Linked DNA regions of Mus musculus: region 2 is linked to region 1. A link is a contact called in public Hi-C data. All regions are on one chromosome and are shown on one strand. Each heading gives the region's core, a stretch centred on a gene start, on an enhancer-like site or on the middle of the called end of the contact. The rest is flanking DNA. Distances are from core to core; before and after follow the strand shown. Region 1 overlaps Kl (klotho). Region 2 overlaps Stard13 (StAR-related lipid transfer (START) domain containing 13).

What was found. A called contact is a pair of places that touch in the nucleus more often than the background predicts.
Region 2: a contact with region 1 is called in a Hi-C map of extraembryonic ectoderm, with 2.8 times the contacts expected there. The contact joins two enhancer-like sites. A contact is called at or near these places in 11 of 484 Hi-C or Micro-C datasets (embryonic stem cells, extraembryonic ectoderm, morula and 2 more) and 2 of 115 datasets of contacts at active chromatin or transcription factors (both in embryonic stem cells).

The regions. Positions count from the first base shown.
Region 1 is chr5:150,978,364-150,981,393 of GRCm38.p6, reverse strand. It overlaps Kl (klotho), which reads right to left. Exons shown (of 5, transcript NM_013823.2): 2 at 274-784. Among named protein-coding and RNA genes, the nearest start is that of Kl, 27 kb to the right of the region's middle. Within about 2 kb of position 1,488, at least 17 of the 459 cell types and tissues checked have an H3K27ac peak or open chromatin away from gene starts, as enhancers often do. A contact at or near this core is called in extraembryonic ectoderm, trophoblast stem cells and uterus, where this site is marked.
Region 2 is chr5:151,053,090-151,056,119 of GRCm38.p6, reverse strand. All of the region lies in intron 7 of Stard13 (StAR-related lipid transfer (START) domain containing 13), which reads left to right. Among named protein-coding and RNA genes, the nearest start is that of Kl, 100 kb to the right of the region's middle. Within about 2 kb of position 1,544, at least 80 of the 459 cell types and tissues checked have an H3K27ac peak or open chromatin away from gene starts, as enhancers often do. A contact at or near this core is called in extraembryonic ectoderm, trophoblast stem cells and uterus, where this site is marked.

The DNA.
Region 1 (3,030 bases), core at 239-2,738:
TGATTTGTATGATATGTGTGGTGTATGTTACATGTGATATGTGTGTGGTGTGTGATGTGTGTGTATGGTATGTGTGTGACATGTGCATATATGATATGCATATGTGTATGATGTGTGTGTATGATACAGTGTGTGTGGTGTATGATGTGTGTGTGGTATGTGGTATGTGTTGTATGTATGGGGTGTATTGTGGAGGGTGTATGTGGTGTGTGTTGGGGGGAGTGTGCATGTGTGAATTTTGGCAAAACAATGGGATTTTTCTTGAAAGCCTACCTTTTAAGGTTTCCATTATGAACTTCTTGAGATAATACATATATTTGGCATCATCCCTTTTGGTGGTTCCCGAGACAAACCAGCCATTTTCCACAATAAATATTGGAGGGTGGTTATATTCCAGATCTATCCAAGACAGAAGCTGCCTCAGGTTGGGAGACTCCAATTGGCGGAACTTCATGTTAGGGTCCAATAGCTGAAAGCTCAAGGTTGGTCCGAAGGAGAGAGCAAAAAAGTCAGCAGTTCCTCTGATGAGCCTCTTCTCAGATTCAGTAAAATCAGGCAGAAGAGACGAGAGGTTGTTCTTCATACTCTCTGGGTAGTCGCCATCAATAAATATGGGTTTGGCAAACCAGCCTAGCACAAAGTCAAGAGACTTCTGGCATTCTCTGATATTATAGTCAGTCATTCTTCGAGGATTGATCCAATGGGAGCTTAAGGCGATAGACACCCGGCCTCCCTGTGTGGGGCGGAAAGAGGTGTTGTAGAGATGCCAGACTTTGGCATGAGCCTACAGAGAAAACAAAAAACAAAAAACAAAAAACAAACATGAATTTCTCCCAGAGTATGAGGAAGCATGCAATATTTACTGGATTCCCCACTCCACTGATGCCTGATTACCATCTGACCTAACACAGTGACTAGTCCACAATACAGCAATCAGCTAAAGCCAATAAGTTATTTCAAGGAAGGCCACCCTGCAGAGAGCTGCCACCATGATCTGAGAAGATTTCCAGTGTGTTTTAGCAGCCAGTGGAAAAAATGTAAAATCATTGTATTGAGTGGATAGTTACGATTCACATTGGAAAAATTAATAAACTAAGAATTTGTTATAATACTTACTGTTAAGTTATCTTTGGATTATGTACTTTTTAATTTGTGGGCTTGAGAAAAAAAAAAAAGAAAGAAAGAAAGAAAGAACCAATCTCCCATCTGTGGCTGTACGAGGAATTTCCAAATAGGATTATGTGTTTTGTCCTAAGAGACTAGGAGTTTCCAAATAGAATCCAGTTGTTGGAGTCAAACTGATTATTTCTCATGTGTCTGTCATCCCCAAAATTCTAACACATGCTTTTACAACTTTTGTCTTCCCTGTGAATCAGCCCAAGACATTGAAAGATGAACCTTAGTATCTTGGCCCACCATCCTGGGCGCTGAGACATTGCTGGCTTCTTAAAAGTGCAAGGGACAAGCCAGGAACAAGACATAACTAAATACAGCTGTGAGGACATGGGTTGCTAATACTGGGCCAGGAGTCCCTTGTAAAGCCGCTCTACATAGCCAACTCTGTGCTTCCAGAAACCCCAGCTGACCCCTGCCTGTTCATCTATTTCTCTTTCACTTAACAAACATTGAAGAGAATCTGGGTTTTATTTCCTCATTACCTTTGAACTCCTTGATTAATTCTTCATATTGTCCTACAAATACAAGGGCTATCTGTTAGTTTTTTATTCCCCAAACACACATTTGGAAAACTCTGCTCCCATTTGCTGCTTGATTCCATGTAGTTTCCAGAATGACTGATCCAATTTTCCTCTCACTGTGTGAGCCAGAGGATCTTCCGCTCACTATGCCAAATATCCTTTTTATTTTCCTCAAATATTCTTCTGGTTTGTCTCAGCTCAGGCATCCAAGAATGGTCTCCTCACCCATCCTCCAAGTTCAGCAAACCGTTCAATGAAGTAAATTTGTTTGTCTCTCATGTTGACTTTTTAAAACAATATGCCTCATTTCGGCAAGTGCAGTAATATTTCATAATCTGTAGCAGCTGTCTACAAGCTGAGAAAAAATAAAACTAAACCAGGTCTGCCTGGGCTGTAGAGTGAGGCCTGTCTCCAAACCTTTACAGAGGGAAAGAGGGAGGGGAGAGAGGGAAGAAAGCAACATTGAAGATATAGCTCAGTAGTCAAACGCTCACTAGCTCATGAAAGGACCTAGGTTTAATCTGGGAAACAAACAAACAAAAGGCATTAAAGAAAAAAAAAAAAAAAACTACCCTTTTGTGCAAACAATACAGACTGATCTAAAAGTTATCATCTACAGCAAGGACACAAAGGACCCTCACATAGCTGAGGGGACTTGCTACATCCACTCTAGTAGTGACACACGTGACAGGACTAGAAACCTGGATGAAGTCCTGAGGCGAAAAGTTCACGTAAACTTAGTCTCCTGGAACTGTGGCATCCCATAGCACGTATGCTCCAAACTTGTCCTTGAGAATGGATCTGTGTGCTTCCTTTCAGTATTGTTTTGTTATAGCTGCCTCCAAGCAATGACTTGCCAAATACCTAAGCAAAATCGAACTTTGCTTCCTGGCCTTCATCAATGCCCTAGGTAGTCCTTGAGCTGACCCTGGGCTTGGAATTCAGCAAGAATGTTGCCTATTCAGTGACATTCAGAATTGCCTCTCGTATTGTAAGAGAAATAGTGAAAGAAATTAGGATTTACTATCTACTACATAGAGTTAGAAATCTCAGGGCAAGCTTAGCAACATAAGTTTAGAATTCTTATTATAGTTATGTATGCGAGACTACATTACTTATTAGAAAAGTCCCCCCACACTATCACTTAGAATAAAAGTCAAGTCGCTCCCATATACAGGAATTTACAATGGTTTAGGAAGTAGATCAGGCTGTGGTTTTAGAGTATTGCATTATTCATGAGAAGGTTAGCTAGAGCGGAACTCCCTAATTAGAGCCATGACTTGGGTGTGAAAGCCCTTGCCCTGGGAGTGTAAAGACCTCACACCTGACTTCT
Region 2 (3,030 bases), core at 295-2,794, 75 kb before region 1:
AGGGGAAGAGTTCTGTAACCTGCCGCCTGCACATCACCTTGTCGGCTGACTACCTGAGACAGGATGAAGGATGATCTGGAACCTTCCACAGAAACTGCTATTTGAGCCCAGGCTTTTAGGTAGCTGGGGATCGAAAACAAAAGGGAAAAAGGGGTGGAAGTAACCCAAAGGAGCACTTGAAACTCAACCTTTGGTCATTCGGCGGGGAGCTCGCAGGCAAGAGAGGTGCTCCTGCAGGGGGCGCTCCTGCAGAGGGTTCTTCATGGCTAAGCACCTTGTGCCTCCTGAGGAGAGCAGTGGAGATTGTAAAGAGCAGGCCTGCGGTGTAAATTCTGGGACCCAGTATAAAATCAAAGAGTACGATTTCTTGTTCATTTCTACTTTCATTTTTCAAAAGGGTTTAGTCATTTTTATCTTAAGTGCATGAGTGTTTTGCCTGCAAGTGTGTCTGTGCGCCACAGTGCATGTCCGGTGTCCACACAGGCCAGAAGAGGGCATCAGAGTCCCTCTAGAACTGGAATTACTGAAGGCCATGAGCTCCCATGTGGGTGCTGGGAGCTGAACCCAGGCACTCTGCAAGCTCCAGCCAGTCCTCATTCATATACGTGTGAGACTCTCAACTCTGACAACAGAGCATTAAACAGACTGAAAGACCCAGGTTACCTCTCAACCACAATGAGTATCAGAACAAACAAAACACTTTCTGTTCTTAGAACAAAGTATCTTAGGTCCAACATGCAAATGTACTGGAAGCTTTGCTACAAAGAAATGGCTATTGGCAATTAGTGTCTTTCACAGTTCAGAGATGGCCTCTCTTAGACTCCACACTACTACATCTTTAGAACTATTGTCTTACTGTGCCCAGTCACTGCTGACTGCCACTTCAGAAACCCAATCCTAAACCGGTCAGGGGTTCCCCACTTCATTCATGGAGAAGCAGCTAAGAGTCAGACAACAGAAACTCCTAAGTTTGTTTGTTCATCACCTCGCTGCTGTCCCTTGGAAGACTGCGTTTCTTGGGCCATTCTTAGGTTCTGTACCTAGAATCTGGTCTGGTTTTTTTAAATCATTTTGTATTTACCAAGCTTAGGAAAGCCCTTTCCTTCTAGGCTTCCAATACAGTCCACAGAACCCAGAGCTGTTTCCCACCTCTCCTGGAAGGTGAGGGTAGAACAGGAGGTTTCTGTCAGAATGAAGCAGAATGAATAGTTTCCCAATGACCCGGCCTGACCCCCTGCAGGCGGCTCAGTCAGAAGGCTCAGAGCCTGCAGCTAGAAAGCCCCAGATAGATTTGAAATAATAAAGATCACAGTGTTTTCCAAAAGAAGAAACTTGAGATCTGAACAATTCAAAGAAGGCGCCCATCCAGGATGTACACATGTACAGACTCACAAAGAGCCACAGGACACAGTGGGCCAACGGAGTGGGCTGGGCAGTACAACTAAAACATCCCTTTTGTAGACTCTCTTCCATGCTCCTCTGCTTGGGGGGGGGGGGGGGGTTGGGAAAGGGGGAAGAATTCCTTTCAAATGACATAAATAGTTGTGAATCACACTTAAGAATACACCCTCGGGGCACTGTGACCCAGTGCAGCACAGCTCTGAGGTATACACAGTCTGGAGCCTCCTTCCAGAAGTACGGATGTAAACAAACTGAAGCTGTATCCCCTTTCAATAAGCACCTGCCTCGCAGCTTGACTTCTTTCTTCCTTTCTCTTTTCCTGTCCTTTTAACAATGCCTACTTTCTTCCTGTGCACTGTGATGCAATTTGAAATACTTGCCAGATCGGGGAAAATAAATGTTCTTAAGACTGGTTGTGGAGAATCACCCAAATATAGCTAAACGTGGCATTTTCTAGACACTGCAGACTTGGAATGAAGTAACTAACACATTAAGTAGCAATCTGCCTGGATATCTTGATCTGTGGAATTCAGTGATAAGCCCAGGAATGCAAAGAGCTTTTCTTGAGAATTCTGTTCTTATGACCACAGAATGTACCCGTGTTTAATTTCCCCTGTGATCTATGCAGCTGACATGTACAGACTCCAACTGTCCTCTAATGGCTTGGAATTCTCCCCATGTTCCTGTAGTTTTTTTTTTTTTTCTTTTCTCTTTTTTTTTTCCCAAGTTAAGGTTGCTTTCATCTATAGCAACAAGCAAGAGACACCAGGGCATGGCAACCATACACATGTATTTCTCTGGGTATCTATGAGAAAGAGAAATGACCACTGGCCACTGATTACTGGTCTGGCTACTCAGAAACATTCCACCTTGCTCTTAAAGAAGTGAGCTAATCTGTATGCCACTGGGGAGCGAGGAGAGTGGAGAGCAGAAACTCAAAGTCTGGGTGTCGAGAACATGGTGCCTTGATATTGAGGCCCAGGATCCCAGGAAACCTCAGCTGTGGTTTGGATAGGGCAAGTCCTGGGTGAGAGGGCGCTAGAGGTGCTGAACCTAACCTACGCGTTCATTGTTCAACTCACTCATCCCTCTTTGGGTCCTTATTGCTCTGTTAGGAAGCAGTCAAACTGCTAAAAGTGAGAGGTTGGGATGGGGTGTAGGAAAAGGGTCTGGGATCTCAATAAGATAGCCACATACTCCATAGTAGGCAAGGTGACAAGGAAAGAAAGTTACTTCTGCTGGAGCATTTACAGCTACACTGAAATGGGCACAGTGTTCCCATGCCTCACTGTCAGTAAGAGATCAGCCTCACATTCTTACGCCACCGGCTGGTTTAAACCAGTACAGCTGATGAGCAGAGCACAAATCCAACCTCGAGCACATACTTGTGTTTCCTCAAGTGCTGACCCTGGAGGAACTGGAATTTCTACCAAGCGTCTTCTTCTTCATACTTTTTAAAAAATAGAAGCTTCTCTTCCCTCACAGGACATTTCTTTTAAATTTTCCCACATACGGTACTATCTATAAAAGGCCACCCAGGAGGGAGTCATGTTCCTCCCCAACTGATCATGTAAAGTTCCGGCAGAATGTGAGAAACACACATTGCAGGTGCCACATATTCCAAAGAAA